Linked DNA regions of Rattus norvegicus: region 2 is linked to region 1. A link is a contact called in public Hi-C data. All regions are on one chromosome and are shown on one strand. The core of a region is the stretch at or near the end of the contact, and the rest is flanking DNA. Distances in the headings are between cores, read along the strand shown. Region 1 holds the start of LOC102554942 (a long non-coding RNA gene). Region 2 has its middle 88 kb from the start of Prr20e.

The links. A called contact is a pair of places that touch in the nucleus more often than the background predicts.
Region 2: a contact with region 1 is called in a Hi-C map of frontal cortex, with 2.2 times the contacts expected there. The contact joins two enhancer-like sites. A contact is called at or near these places in 3 of 12 Hi-C or Micro-C datasets (the A7r5 cell line, Schwann cells and frontal cortex).

What each region holds. Positions count from the first base shown.
Region 1 is chr4:122,958,377-122,965,572 of GRCr8, reverse strand. It overlaps LOC102554942 (a long non-coding RNA gene), which reads right to left and starts at 6,612. Exons shown (of 2, transcript XR_001837633.3): 1 at 4,710-6,612. Within about 2 kb of position 3,037, at least 10 of the 93 cell types and tissues checked have an H3K27ac peak or open chromatin away from gene starts, as enhancers often do.
Region 2 is chr4:123,207,837-123,215,032 of GRCr8, reverse strand. No RefSeq gene overlaps it. Among named protein-coding and RNA genes, the nearest start is that of Prr20e, 88 kb to the right of the region's middle. Within about 2 kb of position 3,277, at least 21 of the 93 cell types and tissues checked have an H3K27ac peak or open chromatin away from gene starts, as enhancers often do.

The DNA of each region.
Region 1 (7,196 bases), core at 1,788-4,287:
CCTCATACTGTTAGGCCGGAACCCCTGCTCCTCCCCGGCACAAGCTGGGAAACCCTGTCTGCCCTCCTTCCACCAACCCCACCCACTCAGAAAATTCCCGGGTCTGCTTGGAGAAAACTCTGTCCAGGCTAACATGTCACCACTCCTGGTGCCCGCCCAGGGGCTCAGTTTTTAACCATATATGGACACAATCCCAGCTCCTGGCTGACACGTCATCACTCCTCCCCTAAGCTCTATAAAATTCCCTCGCTTCAGCCTGGACTGGTGATTTCACTGAGCTCCACCTGTGAGGTTGGTGAGCCCACCCGAGAGCTGCCTCCTGATAAACCTGCCTTTACCTACTTCTAATCTGGTCTAGTCTGACCTAGATCTGTGTCACTGAGGGAGAGAAAACACCTATCACACACCACCATTACGGCCACAATCCCAGCCTGAGGACACCGCCTGGGGTGTGCTGACCAGCGTAACAGTGACTCGAGCAAACCACAAACTCTCTGAAAAAGGTCGTCCCCAACTCACAGGGTTCTCACACAGTTGATGGCATGTCAGAACCCAGCCTGGATCCCAGCACCCTGTGTGGCCTGTACTGTCCCCATGGAAACTTCAGGTTCCCTCTGGGAATGGTGGGTAGTGTTCTGAGCCTTTTTATCACCTTTGGGTGCAGAGAATGTTAAAGTCTGGAAGTGTAGGGAGGGTCCCCTCTGAACCGCTGTACCCTAACCATCTATCAGAACCTGTTGCTCTTACAGTGTTGAAAATACCACTCAAGGGTCTTCTATGGCATTCTAATACTACATAGACTTCCTTTGTATGAACACAAAGAAAGATGATTTAAGCCCCCCGCCTCGCGGTTGTTTTAAACTTTTGCTATTATAATTGTCCCTGCAGGGAACATACGCACAGCTAAATCTTTACTTGCTTAATTACCACCTTGGAATAAATTACTAGGTCTGGAATTGAGGGTTCAAAAGACACAGGCATATAAAGGCTTTTTGATACATATTGCCAAATTGACCTAGCAAAAACGTACTAAAACCTGCCCTCGGACCTGAAGCAAGGGCCACACCCCCTTCCCTGCACATGGCCTAGCATATCTCCCAACCCCTCACACCCCCAACACCCCACCCCACCACACCCCCTGCCTTCAGCTTAACTTGTGTTTTCCTCTCCTGCGGATCACACAGTCGTTGTCTTTAAGTACCTTATGGTTGTGCTAGGAACGTTCTGGGTTTATTAGCCACTCGTGGCTTCAAGTCTTTTGTCAGAGTTCTTTGTCCATCTCCCTGTGGAGGGGGCCCTCCTCTCCTCTCCATAATGGCCTACAGAGCGCTGAGAAGTACCTGCCTTCCTGAAGCGGGGGCCCAGCTGCAATCCGTACCCTCTCTGGTTGCTATGCAGATGTGCCAGTGGAGGGGACCAGTCTCCATGGCCACAGATGCCCGGGTCTCCACAAGGAGCTAGCAGGGAGAGGTTGCCATGGTGATGCTACCCAAGCAGGGCCTGGCTCCCCGCCCACCATGCAAGGCTTTGAGGGCTATGGGGAGGAAACAAGGGGTTCTGCAGCCGCGTACCCGCAGCGCCCAGCCTGAGGAGTCAGAGGCTTAGACTATTCCATCCTGAACATGGAGATGCACGATAAGATGAGAGATGAAGCTACTCGTCCCAAAACTTAAAAGTCATGTCCCTCGGCCAGATCCGAGAGTCCTCAAGGCGCTAAATGAACACTTTGTGAGTAAAATCGGGATTATCTTGTGATTGGCACAGTCACGGTGCGTTATTCGTGTGAAGTGTGTTTAAAAGAACCGGCTTGTTAGAGTAACATTCAAAACACACACCAGTTCTTTAAAAGCATGCCTTTGAGTTGTAATTGCCATGATTCTCAAAAACACTGAGCGGGAAGTGTCAGTTCTCTTGGAGACAACCTGTCCCTCGTTTTACAGATGAATTGTACCCCAAAATCCACACAACGAATTACGTGCACGTGCGCACACACACACACACACACACACACACACACACACACACACCTCACTTAGAGATAGCCTTTAAGGAGAACACGAAGTGAAAATGATTCTTGAGGGTGGTCCCAAGCCACTGGCTGGTGTCCTTGTGAAGAGGAGAGAGAACGTAGACACCTGTGGGGAGACGGCTTCGACAGGCAAAGCAAGTTGACCTCAGACGATGCCAACCATGACTTCCCTGCGCTTGCTCCCAAACACTCTGAGCTGCCCCTAGTATGCTTTGTTCCTCCTTCCTGGAGAGGCTGAAGGAAGGATGTCACCACTCCTCAAATAGCCACAACTCAGACTATCTTTGGCAGGCCTGACTGAGTTCTGAGTGCTTCCTGCCTGAGGTTAGGGATATTCTCATATCTTTTTTTAGTTCATCCATGACCTCACATTCTCCCAACGCCTCCCTTGAACCAGGCACTGGGCAAGGTGCTAGGATGACAGGGTGTGCAGGGAAGACAAGTGCCCGCCCTCACCCACATGCTGCCCCGTGATATCATCTCAGATGCTCCCTGGGCAGCATGATACTGGTAGGACAGATCGCAAAGGACAAGGTGTAGCCAGGGATAAGAGGGGAACATCTGAGCCAGAAATCAGAGAGCCTGGAACAGGCAGGGGGAAGGTTATGGGCAGAAGGAACCAAGAGTAACTGTTCCCAGTCTGGGCGCCCATAAGACACTGCTGCAGTTCTGTGTGGATAAGGGTACAGGGGCAATGAGGACGGTGCCTCAAGTTGTCCCCGAGTATACTGGGCTGAGGGACCCTTCTGTTCCCTTGCCAGAGCACCCTACACCCCTTGTCTACAGTAAGCATTGGTAGAAAACAAGTGAGATTTAGAGAGAAAACTAAATTAGAGTCTCCATTTTGAATCAGCAGGGCATGTTGCCTCAAGGATGCTGTGCTGTAGGGCACACTGTATACATCCCTGACTCCTGCTTTGGGGCCCAGATCAGCTGATCCTGCTGAAGGGGATGGGAGTGTTGATGGCTGCCACTGGGGACTTGGGGAGAGCCACCCTGCTGGTTCACATTCCTCTCAGGGAGGAGGAGGCATCAGAAGGAACCTGCCCCATTCAACAACTGGTTGGTGTGGGGCTCACAGGCCTAGAATTATGGACAGATCTGCAGGAACTCGGGGGTTGTGGGGGAGTCGCTGGCATTCTGCTGCTCACCTCCACACCCCAAATCTCCTCCCTAAATAACCTCTTGCGGGCAGTTCCACTCTGCAAGCTCTCGTCCCCTGGAAACTGGCTACAGGCGTGTTTCTTCTAATCAGCCCCCACGCAGATACACAACAGGTATCAGCCTTCAGCATCCTAAGGATAGAAAGGCTGTGTTTGCAGACTGGACAAGGGAAAATGGGTTAAGTGCTAGATTCATACTACTCGTCCCCTTGCTGGACCCTCAAGCTCCATGTTACCATTTCCCACCAAGCTCTGCCCAGGCCCTGGCAGAGTGAGCTCAACCGACAGCTCCACCCCTGGGTTCTCAGGTGGCTCCTGGTTCCACTTTGCTGGCTGCCACTTCCCCCCAGAATGCTGTCTCTCGCCCTCATTACTGGCTCTAGGAGGATATCCTAGAAGCCAACCCCACTACTAAAGTATAGGTACCCGGGAAGTGTTTAAAAAGTGCCTCCCGGAAAGCAGTTGGGAGCGGGAAGCGCACAGGTGCCAATAGAGGAAGGCCCTACAGGAGCCTCCCTGGGTGCCTGCACCAAGGGAAAGATTTCCCATCCCCCACCCCCATCCTATATCAACCAACACCGAGGCTCCCCCGTGGCTGTCTGCTCTGCAGGAAAAACTTGCTGAAAAACTAGGAAGGGATACCCTGAGTTGATGGCTAGGTCTGTGGGCATCCTGGCCAGATTAGAGGCATTACCCTGTCAGTCTGGATCAAATGTGCCGCCCCGCCCCCTCTTCCTCCTCACAGCCTCCAACCCCAGGAAAGCCGCTTGTAGCACTGCGGTCCTCTGTACTACCCTCCCCAACCCCAGCATCCATCCCAACACTGAACCTCAGAGGCAGATACTGGGTGCTTGGCTTCCCCGGGGAGGCCTGTGGTGTGGGGCTCACTCAGAGTATCAGGAACTCGTTCCCTTGGGAAAAGGTCCAGCCGGGACAATTGATTCCGTTCTGACAAAGCCAAAGTTCGCATTAAAAAACAACCGTGGAGCAATCTCTCTAGGTGTGGTAAACAGACTCCCGAGGGTCCTGCCACGGGGGCTTCACCACCAGTCGGAGGCTGACTGGAACAAAGACTTGACTCTGTCTCACTATACGTCAGGCCTGTGAGGATAAACTGTCAAGACACTGGACGGCGGCGGCGGCGGGGGCGGCGGCACACTGACTCCCCTAGCTTCACACAGGCCTGAGCTTGGGGCTGACTCAAATTTCTTTGTCCTGACAGACATCAGCACGGAGCTGACAAAAGGTGGAGAACAAGCACTTGTTTTCTGTGGGTTCGCAAGTGCAGGCTGTCTCCAGGGTGAGACCAGTCACAGAGAGCAAGAGAAACTGTAAGCCCAGGCAGCCTTAAAGTCAAACCTCAGCTGCCGCCCTGCTGGCAGGGGCGGGGTATCCCACCGGCGACAAACCGTGAAAGCTTCAGCAAGGCTGTGGGCAGGAAGGAGCCAAACCCCTTCTGACTAGTACTGACTAGTGCCCTTCCATTCTTTCTAGAAATTTTTCAGGGCCACTCTTACACACGAGGGGTCAGGCATCCTCTGCAGCCATGGGCCTGGCACTCAGCCCTTCCGCCTCCAGTGTAAAATGGAGTCGCTGCTTCCTCCTTGCTGTCTGCTTGCTCCAGTGCAGAGTGAGCTGAAACACTCCAAGGACTCAGCACGGAGCTTGGCACGCAGTAAGTGCTAAATGAGTCTGGTTATTCTTAGATCCCGGGGCTGTTCTGCTGGTGGGGTGGAGAACTACGAAGCCACTGAGCGGTAGGATCGCTCAGAGAGGAATAAGTACCACCAACCAAGCAAGGTAGTCACAAGGCGCACCGGGCAGGAGGGGGCGTTCCTGGGGCAGCCAGAATAGACCCGAGGCTAGACCGTTTGTTGGTTTGGATCGCCATGGGAACAGGAAAATATCGGAGAGGAGACTTGAGTTCCAGAGGAAAGTAATGGGCAATGAATGAAGAACCATGAGGAGGCCCTTGCATTGTCCCTTTCCCGCTCCTGAGAGCACTGACCCTCTTCTGCTTGGTGCTGGCTTCCAGGGAAGGCAGTCCTAATCCTGGAGGGAGAAATAAAGCAAAAACCTCCACACCCTGCGGGTCTGCCCTCTTCTGAATGTGCTCCAAAGCCGACCTGGATCTGAGGGTCTAAGGCCTTATACTCTAAGGCCAACCAGATGACACCCAGTGGTTCACACCCATGCTGCCATCTTGTCTTCACCCCAGCCAAATAAGGTTCATGGAAGCCCACAGGGGCTCCTCAGTTGGTGGGAGCAGCTTCTGTGGGAAGTAAGCACGCCTGAGGACTTGGGACCTCAGCTACCGTCTGCCCACCTGGGAAGCCCAAATGAGGAAGGGTTTACACAGAAGACTGAGCAGCAGACAGATGAGGGGTCTGCTGAGCTGAAATGGGATTTCCACAATGCCCCTCCTCCACCTCTCCATGTTCCCCTCCCCCTCCAAGCTCCAAGCTCTCCCCTCAAGAAACCACCTTTTTTTTTTTTTTTTTGTCTGAGAGGCTGCCACTGACTAGAGTCCCCAGTTGCTAGGTGATGAGAACTCAGTCTGGCAGGCAGAGTAAGGAGAAGGGCAGGGGCTGGTGGGCTTGAGTGCCTCCCCTCCCACACTTCCACAGCCCTGCAGACAGCTGGGCACCCAGACCCATAGGCCCAGTGGCAGGCAGAAGCAGACAATGGTAGTCGCAGGCACTGGGCCCCTACAGCACACTCCACCACCAGAGCACACCCAAACAATCCAAGGCTTCTGTATATAAACACCCCTCACTACCCAGACAGGCACAGCAGGAAGACAGGAGGCTTGGATCCACACAAACACGGGCACAGGTGCACCCCAGATGCCTGCTACTCTGCAGAGAAGGGAGGGGCCTCGCCAGGCTGTACTAGAGATCAAAAGGACCCCCCACCCAGGGCAGGGACAATGGGACACCCAAGGAGAACCACATCCTCTCCCTAAGAATGCTCCCTGCCCCATCCTTCCCTACCTCCCACATCATCTATTAGACTAGAGGCCATCTTCAGTCCAGAGCTCAACTAGGCTTTGTGTATCTCTTTATCTCCCTTGCTGGGGACACTGAATATGCCCCCTTCCCTATGTAGACCAGGCTAGCCTCATACTAACAGAGATCTGCCTACCTATCTCTCAAATGCTGAGATTAAAGGCATGTACCGCTATACTCAGGAAGTGACTCTGGGACTTTTAAAGAGGTGACAGACAGGCACATTGTATCCCAAGAGACCCTGACCTGGGTGCATTTGATAAGGGGAGGCTGCGGTAGTGATGGGGATCATCCAGAGGCTGCCAAGAGTAGAAGGCAAGAGCTAAGGGAGTAGAGATGTGAGTTAGGTGCGAGTTAGGTGCTTTTCTCCTTGCCTTGAACAAGCATCTGACAGGTAACAGGTTAAGGAAGGGTTTATTGTGACTCACAGTCTGAGGGTGCAGCCCATCATGGTGAGAAACCCTGGCAGCAGGAACATGAGACAGCTGCTCACAGTGTGTCCACAGCCAGGAAGCAGAGAGAGATGATTCTGGTGCTCAGCTCATGGTCTCCTTTTATGTGGACCCTGGGCAAACAGGAACAGTGCCGTTCACACTCAGGGCGGGTTTTCCCTCCTCAGCTGACCGCTAGGAATACCTCACAGACTGCTCAGAAGTGTGTTCCCATGGTGATCTAAATCCAGTCACAGTGAAGGAAGATCACAGGGATCCACAGCGGCTGCTGCACAGGGACACGATGGCCAGCAGGGAACTCAGTGCCCGCGAAGGCTGGTAACCAGGGAGTGCCATGAATTCTCAGGGAGGCAGGTCTAGAAGGGAAACCTGGATGCAGAAGACACAACCTAGATGTGCAATACGCTAAGCATGGTGGGGTGTCTTCCATTCCAGGAATAAACCCAAACTTTGGTCCTCTCCTTAAGTGAGCATACTGGTGTCTGCTGACACACCATGCTGGGCACCATAAAGCTAAGACCCATTCTCTCTCTCTGAGGCTGCA
Region 2 (7,196 bases), core at 2,028-4,527, 250 kb before region 1:
TTAAAGAATTATTAATTTTGTTGAGTGTGATGATACCGAGATTAGATGTCTTAAACTCCTTATCTGCCAGAGACACAAATTGAAATATTTATGATAAAATGGTTCGATGACGTATGAGGCTCACTGGCCACACAGATCATGTGTACGGGAGTGTTGGGGGTGGAGGCGCACTGGCTGTGGATGCTGCCTCGGAGCTGGGGCTGGCATACACTCGTTATTCTTGTCTCTCTACTTTTGTGTGGAGTTGACATTTTCCGTAATCAATGCTAAAAAGTGCTTCCACCCATATATTCTTGCCTGAGGCTTTTTCTCCCCGAGTCCTTTTTTGCCTTGCTTGCTCGGGGAGAATTCCCAGGGGTGGAATTACTGGATCTGGGAGCTTCATGATTTTTCCCCCCTGGACATGTGCTGGCAGGTCGAAAGTCCACAGGACAATGAGGAGTCACACTGTGCTTGAGCACGGGGCACCCAGAGTCACTGCACTGCAACAGAGCTGACACCTACTCAATTCTTCACGCCATGAAGTCACTCGATATAAAACTGTGCCTTGACCCCCAGCTCCTGGATGCAGGGTGAGGCCGGGCACATCACCAGGCCCTAAGAACCTATGGGATCTTTTGTTTGGAGAAGGTTTCTGGCCCCTTGTCTCTCCTGATCCTAATCTGTGTATTGTCCTGCTAGTTTTCAGTTTTTATATTCTTTTAAAAATAGCATAATAGAGGCTGGAAAGATGGCTTATGGGTAAAGTGCTTGCTATGGGAGTGTGAGAACTGAAACCTGAGTCCCCAGAACCCACATCTACACTGGGTGTTTCTTGGAAGCTGCCATAACCCCGGGCTCCAGCAGCAGAGATAGGGGATGCCCTGACCAGCTGGACTGACCACATCAGCAAGCTCTGGGTTCAGGGAGAGGCTCCATCTTAGCAAATAAAGTGGGGGAAAACATCCCACACCAACCTCTGGTTCTCACACACGTGTGCGCGCGCGCGGGCGCGCGGGCGCGCGCACACACACACACACACACACACACACACACACACACACACTTAAAAAATAGCACGTAGTCAGGAAGCTCTATTTTTGCAGCCTTCACTTTACATCATCTCCTTCTTTTCAGTTTTGAGATGGGTATTTGTGCTTCCAAATATGGGCACTGACACCAACCGTGTCTTGGGGAACTGAGTCTACCATGCAAGGCAGTGATTCCTGGTCTAGGCCCTTCCCCCTCCTCAATCTGAGCTCCAGTGAGCACTCAGCAGAGCAAGTGCTGTCTGTGGTTAACTGGACCTGAGTGACTCACTCGCCGCCTCCAGCAGACGGGGTCTGCCCCAGCCTCGTCTCTCTGTGTGAACACACACAGCCTTAGTTACAGCTGCAGCAGCCTGTGCCCCATACCTGACCAGGTGTACCTCTCTTACCTCCTTTCGAGCCAACGATGTCTCTCGCTACCTTCCCCACAGTGCCCTGGACCTAGAGAGATGGAGAGGGGAGACGAGGGCTTGAATTCAAATTTTCCACGAGCTGCGGGAAAATCCCCGGCCTTCTCTGAGGAGCAAGCAAGGTGTGTCTTGTCAGTGGGCTGACATGTACAAACACAGTCACTTCAGAATGTTAAAGTACCCCCTTGTGGGTAACAGAGGCTGCAAATTGGTAGGTATTGGGGATGGGTCAGGATACCTCCCCAAGAGAGGTCCCATGTCACCTTTTTCGAGGACCCTAGAAAGGGTAACTTGCATGACTGTGGAGAGTCAGAGGCAGCTCAGGTGAAGGGCACTGAGGGACCTCATCTTCACACAAGTTATAGCTGCTCATAGCCCTGTTTCCATGGTTACTGCCTAGGGATGAGATCACCTTCCACAGGCAGGAGCGCCAGGCACTCTGCCAAGGAGACTCTCTAGTGTGCGGCCAGCTATGCTGACCGCAGGGCAGGATGAAGCCGGCTGATATCTCCCTTAGGTAGCAAAGGTGGAGGGATACAGGTGGCCATCACAGAGCTGAGCCAGAGACGCGTGAGACCAGGGCCTCTTGTCCAGCCGGGCCCACGTGACATGTCAGTGCTGACAAAGCAGACTCTGGGAGGGAGCATCAGGTAGTCAGGAGTGACCACACCCAGAACTGCCTATGTTGGGGCCTCACCTCAGAGCTGACTTTTCCTCATCACAGAGTCCTTTGAGTCCCAGCTACTTGTCAGCCATGCAGTCCAGGGCCTGGCAGCTGTGGCCTCGAGTGGACATGACACACTCCTGGAGCCCCAGGTCTCTAGATGCCAAAGCACAGAGCTGGATCCCATTAGGGTGGACCCCACTGGCCACACTGATGTCACCCCAGGACGATGCCTGGAAAGAGAGGATTCTGGGGCTGCAACAAGCATGGCAGCTAGGGCATGAGGACCAAAGAGGGAAATTTGTGCTGTTTTTCTGCAGGAGATACAACAGAGAATTGAAGTGCGATGCCTGCTTGCTGAGACGTTTGCAAGAGGCGACAAGGTTCTCCTTAGTCCTAGTTTAGAGCTGGGGCATGACGGGTATGGCTTTGCTGAAAAGCAAAGCCCTGGAGAAAGGATGGATCAAGGAGGGTGAGGTTGACGGTGAGTGGTGTGGAGAGACAGGCAGGGCTGGGGTGAGGCATGAGGAAGTTCTCTGGATGGTTCTGTAAAAGGGCATACTCAGTGTGCTCCTGTTAGCATTCCGGAGTGACAAAGAAACCCCTTCCTTCCTCACACAACGCATCTCCATCTGATCGTGGCCGGTCCCGGGGGTCTCTTTCTAGCATCACTGATCTGAGCCTTGAGCCTGTGTGTCTTGTCTCTGGCCTTCTGGCTCCCACTGGTCCTTTGGGCTTCGGCCCCTCCCCTATCAAACAGCCTGTGCTTGCACGCGCCGGACTTTTCTTTGTCCTGCCGGTGCTATCCTGGCTTGTCTGCTTCTCTCCTTTGGTGTGCCAGCTCTAAGTGGGCAGGAACTTGTTATGGTCTCACAACCAAGGTCCTGGTCCCTAAGGCATGTCCGTCATGCTGGAGGTACTTCACCAATGGTTGTCAGAATCCACGAGACCTTTAGTCCCAGTTGTCTCTCTGCCCTCTGGTATGGAGTGGGTACTGCTTTAATTTTGGTTTTTGTTTTGTCTCTCCCCCCAACCCCCGCGTGGGAAAGATACCTCAGTCCAAAGTGACCCAGGGAAGCATCGGCCACGGCTGCTACAAGAACCCTGGGCCGGTCCTTCAGTTTCCAGTCTGGCTGGCCTTATGCTGATGCCTGTCCAGGCCGTGAACGTGCAGCTGACCCTGCGCCAGAGCGGTTCTTCTACGAGGCAGCCGCCCCGCTAACTGCTGGGGCGGGCAGAGAGACCTGAGCCTGGAGGCTTCTCTGCGGGGGCTGATGTGTGAGGGATTTATGGGTCGTGGTTAGAAATGAAAAGCAATTCAATTCAATCCCAGGGCGGTGAGAGCTTCCCAGAGCCTCGCTAAGTGGGTCTGGAGCAGCGATCAGCGTTGCGAATCTATTAGCCCACACTCGGCATCTGAGTCACCGGGGAAGAGCCAGGAAGCGGCAGCGCCCAGCGGGCTGCACGTCAATTATGCTCCTCTCTGTTTAATTAAGTCATAAAACACACCCGTGTCTGGAAAGGGGCTGGACACCAAGGCTGCGACCTCTGCTGCCAGCATTACACAACCATAGTCTGGGAGGACACTGAGGAACCACACTCTCCTGCCTGCCTAGGACTCAGTGTCCCTGATGGAGGCCTAGAGGCCTGATGGAGGCACTGTCTCCATCCCTCTGAAGGCCAAAGAGGTCAAGCAGGAGGATAGGGTGGATGGACCCGGCTGTGGGAGGCCACCTAGATTCAAGCTACTGAGCTGGGTCGCCTATGCCCAGTCCTTCACCTCGCCGTGCCTCAGTCTCTCCACATGCACAGCAAAGGATGGGGGAGCATCTGAACTCACAGAGAAGTGGGTGGAAGACAGATGCAGGCACATGGAGGGCATGTGGAAAGGATGTGGAGGGGGCAGGGAGTAGAGTGTGGAGGGTTGTAGAGAGGAATGGGGGTACAAAGGGACCTTGGCATGTGGCATCCATACAGGTAGGGTGGCAGTAGCCTGCACATCAGGTGATACCTAGCTTCTGTGGAGCAATGCCCTGGAGTGGTTCTCTTCTCTGCCTCTCAGTGGCTTGTGCCACCTGGGCTATTATTTATCCTATATATTCTCTGAATGCAGTTCCCTCTTTGAAAACATAAACAAAAATATCTGTTGAAGCATCTCCAGGCTTCCCCAGAAGAGCCAGAGCCACTGGCCCTAAGGAAAAAGCGAATTGTGACTGGGCACAGTGATCCCTGAACAGTTCCAGTCCAGATGCTACTCTGGTGCCAAGGTGTGCCAACATGGCCTCCTTCTTTCAGGAGATTAGCAGGTTCTGGAGGATTCAGACAGCCCAGGGGCATCTTGCGCTGTTCTAGCAAGTGGTGTGATCTGTAAAAGACGCCCAGGTTCTTGTTGAATCCAAGCAGGGTCTTCAGTGGCGCCTCTGAAGCCAAGATGGGCAGGAGGAAAACAGCAATCAGTTGTAACCTTGGAGGGCAGCACACACAGCTTGATCCACAGAGGACACATGAAACCCAAGGTCCTTCTGAGAAGGACAAGTAGAGACAGAATGAAGGGACATGCTCAAAGCACCTCTGCCATCTGGGCATGCTCTGTCAAGTCAGGGATAGGCACATCTTTGAAAGTCCCCTCCTGCTTAGGGTCTTCTTGTCACATGATAGTCACGATCCTTCGCTGGGAAGGAATGACTCACAGAGCATCATGGGAAAGCAGAACCAACCTGCTCCCAGACCTTGCTGTACATGAGAGCCTGTCTCCAATACCAGTGAATTTTCTAAACTTTCCAACCTGCAGGAGGTCTAGAGAGACAAAATGTTGGATTGTAAGATCTGGAGAATCATATGTGTGAAGAGATCTTGGGGAGAAATTCTAGAGTGGAGACTTATATGCACAGCATGAAGTCCAAGAGCTGATCAGTAGGCACACGTTGTCAAGATTAGTGTGGGGTGGGACTCATAAAGATCAAATGATCTCTCAGCACCTTATCACCAATATATGGCAATGGTCCAGATGCTGGGTGTGATGGTTTGCATATGCTTGGCCCAAGGAGTGGCACTGTTAGAAGGTGTGGCCTTGTTGCAGTGGGTGTGTCACTGTGGGCGTGGCCTTTAAGACCCTTACCCTAGCTGCCTGAAGTCAGGCTTCTGGGTGCCTTCAGAACAAGATGTAGAACTCTCAGCCCCTCCTATGCCATGCCTGTCTGGATACTGCCAGGCCCTTGCCTTGATGATAATGGGCTGAACCTCTGAACCTGGAAGCCAGCCCCAATTAAATGCTGTCCTTTATAAGACTTGCCTTGGTCATGGTGTCTGTTCACAGCAGTAGAACTCTAAGACACTGGGAGTGAGGCCTGCTGTGGACTGGGCATGTGCTCCTCTTGCTTTGGACTCCATGTGCTAAGCTTTGGTGTGGCTTGAGTTTCCTTTAAGAGGAAGAAAAGACAACATTGACAATGCATTGACATTCACGCAGGAGATTAATGTGGCACGGAGAGCCACAGGGGCTCTCAGTGATGGCCGCCTTCAGCAACTTTTCTTCTGTGGGTCTTTGCTTTTGGCTAACGTAAGAAGCTGAAATGGGAGGGACCACTGTGGTAAACAGATACATTCATCACGAATTAATTTGGGCATGCTTACATCCCCCTCAATAGAGAGAAAATTAATTACAGTCAAGAGGCTTCTGTGGGTGTTTAAATGGAAGATAAATATATGCAAGGAAATAGCTTCTTTAAAAGTACAAGCAGCACAGAGACAGGTTGCCCATCACCTTTCCAGGGGAACTTGTCCTCCTTCAGGATTCGCTGAGCGGATATATTGCGGATGACGGCCTTCTTGGGATGGGCACCTGGCAAGGCACACTGTCTGCACGGCTCTACCCAAAACAGCTAAGTAGAAAACCCTAAATAATGGACTAGAAAGATGTGTCAGCAATTAAGAGCTCTCTGCTCTTCCAGAGGACCCGGACCCATATGGCAGCTCACAACGGTCTGTAACTCCAGTCCCTAACACCCTCTTCTGGCCTCTCTGGGCACCAGGCATGAACATGATGCACATACATGCATACATGCAGGCAAAACACTCATTCACATAAAGTGAAATAAATAGAACTAAAAATGAAAATGTAAATGAAACAGAAACTTAAAACAGAGGAGAGTCTTAGCCCAAGACAGGGGACTCTGCATACAAGAGTGGCCTTGTGATGTGTGAGGTTAGACGGCAGCTAGGCTGGGCTAAGTGATGTCCAAGTATCTGGTGAGGCGTCATGTTTCATGTGTCTGAGGGAAGTTTCTGGAAGACATTGATGTTGTAACAGTGACTGAGCGGCACCACACACCAGCTGGGGACACAGGGAAAGGTACCTCACACTCTGGGCTGGAATGCCTATCTTCTGTCCCTATGTCAGCGCTTCAGGGCGACAGTATCTCAGGGTGAATCCAGACCATCCTTGGTGGGATTGTACATAATGAAGGTGGATTTCTGTACTTCTATGTGAATCAGTTTCTAGAATATACATCCTTCTATCCAACCACTGGGCTACCTAATTATCCATCTGTTGGGAGCAATGCCCTTGAAGCCCTCCATTGTTGATGTTATTATTATGGTTAGAATTAAGTATGACTGAGTTCATGGAAAATCCCCAGCCGGCTGCAGAAGACTAATACAAATCTGGTGGTCAGGATGAATAATGATTTGATAAAGTTCTGACCTTGCTGAGAAATACACCTGACGTCAAGACGCCCAATGTGATGACCTGTAACCTTTCTGAAAAACCAACATCCTGCTGACTAATAGATATGACAAACCTGTGAACTTCATGACATCCTGTCAACGTCAGCCGATTCCCTGACCACACGAATATGTGTCCTTGGCCTGCGTAAATGTTTCTTACTTCCCCCCTCCCTCTGTTACCCCTGTTATGATATAAATTCAGCCTTGGGGAAAAATAAAATTGTCGCCTTGATCAGACTCTTGTCTTGGTGTCCTTCTTCGCGTCTCTTGTCCTCCATTCTCTTCCAGGTACCCTCAGCACCCATCGTTGACATCTATCCGTATAGTCAATCTTGTTTGTAACCCAATGAGATCTACAATCACCATGGA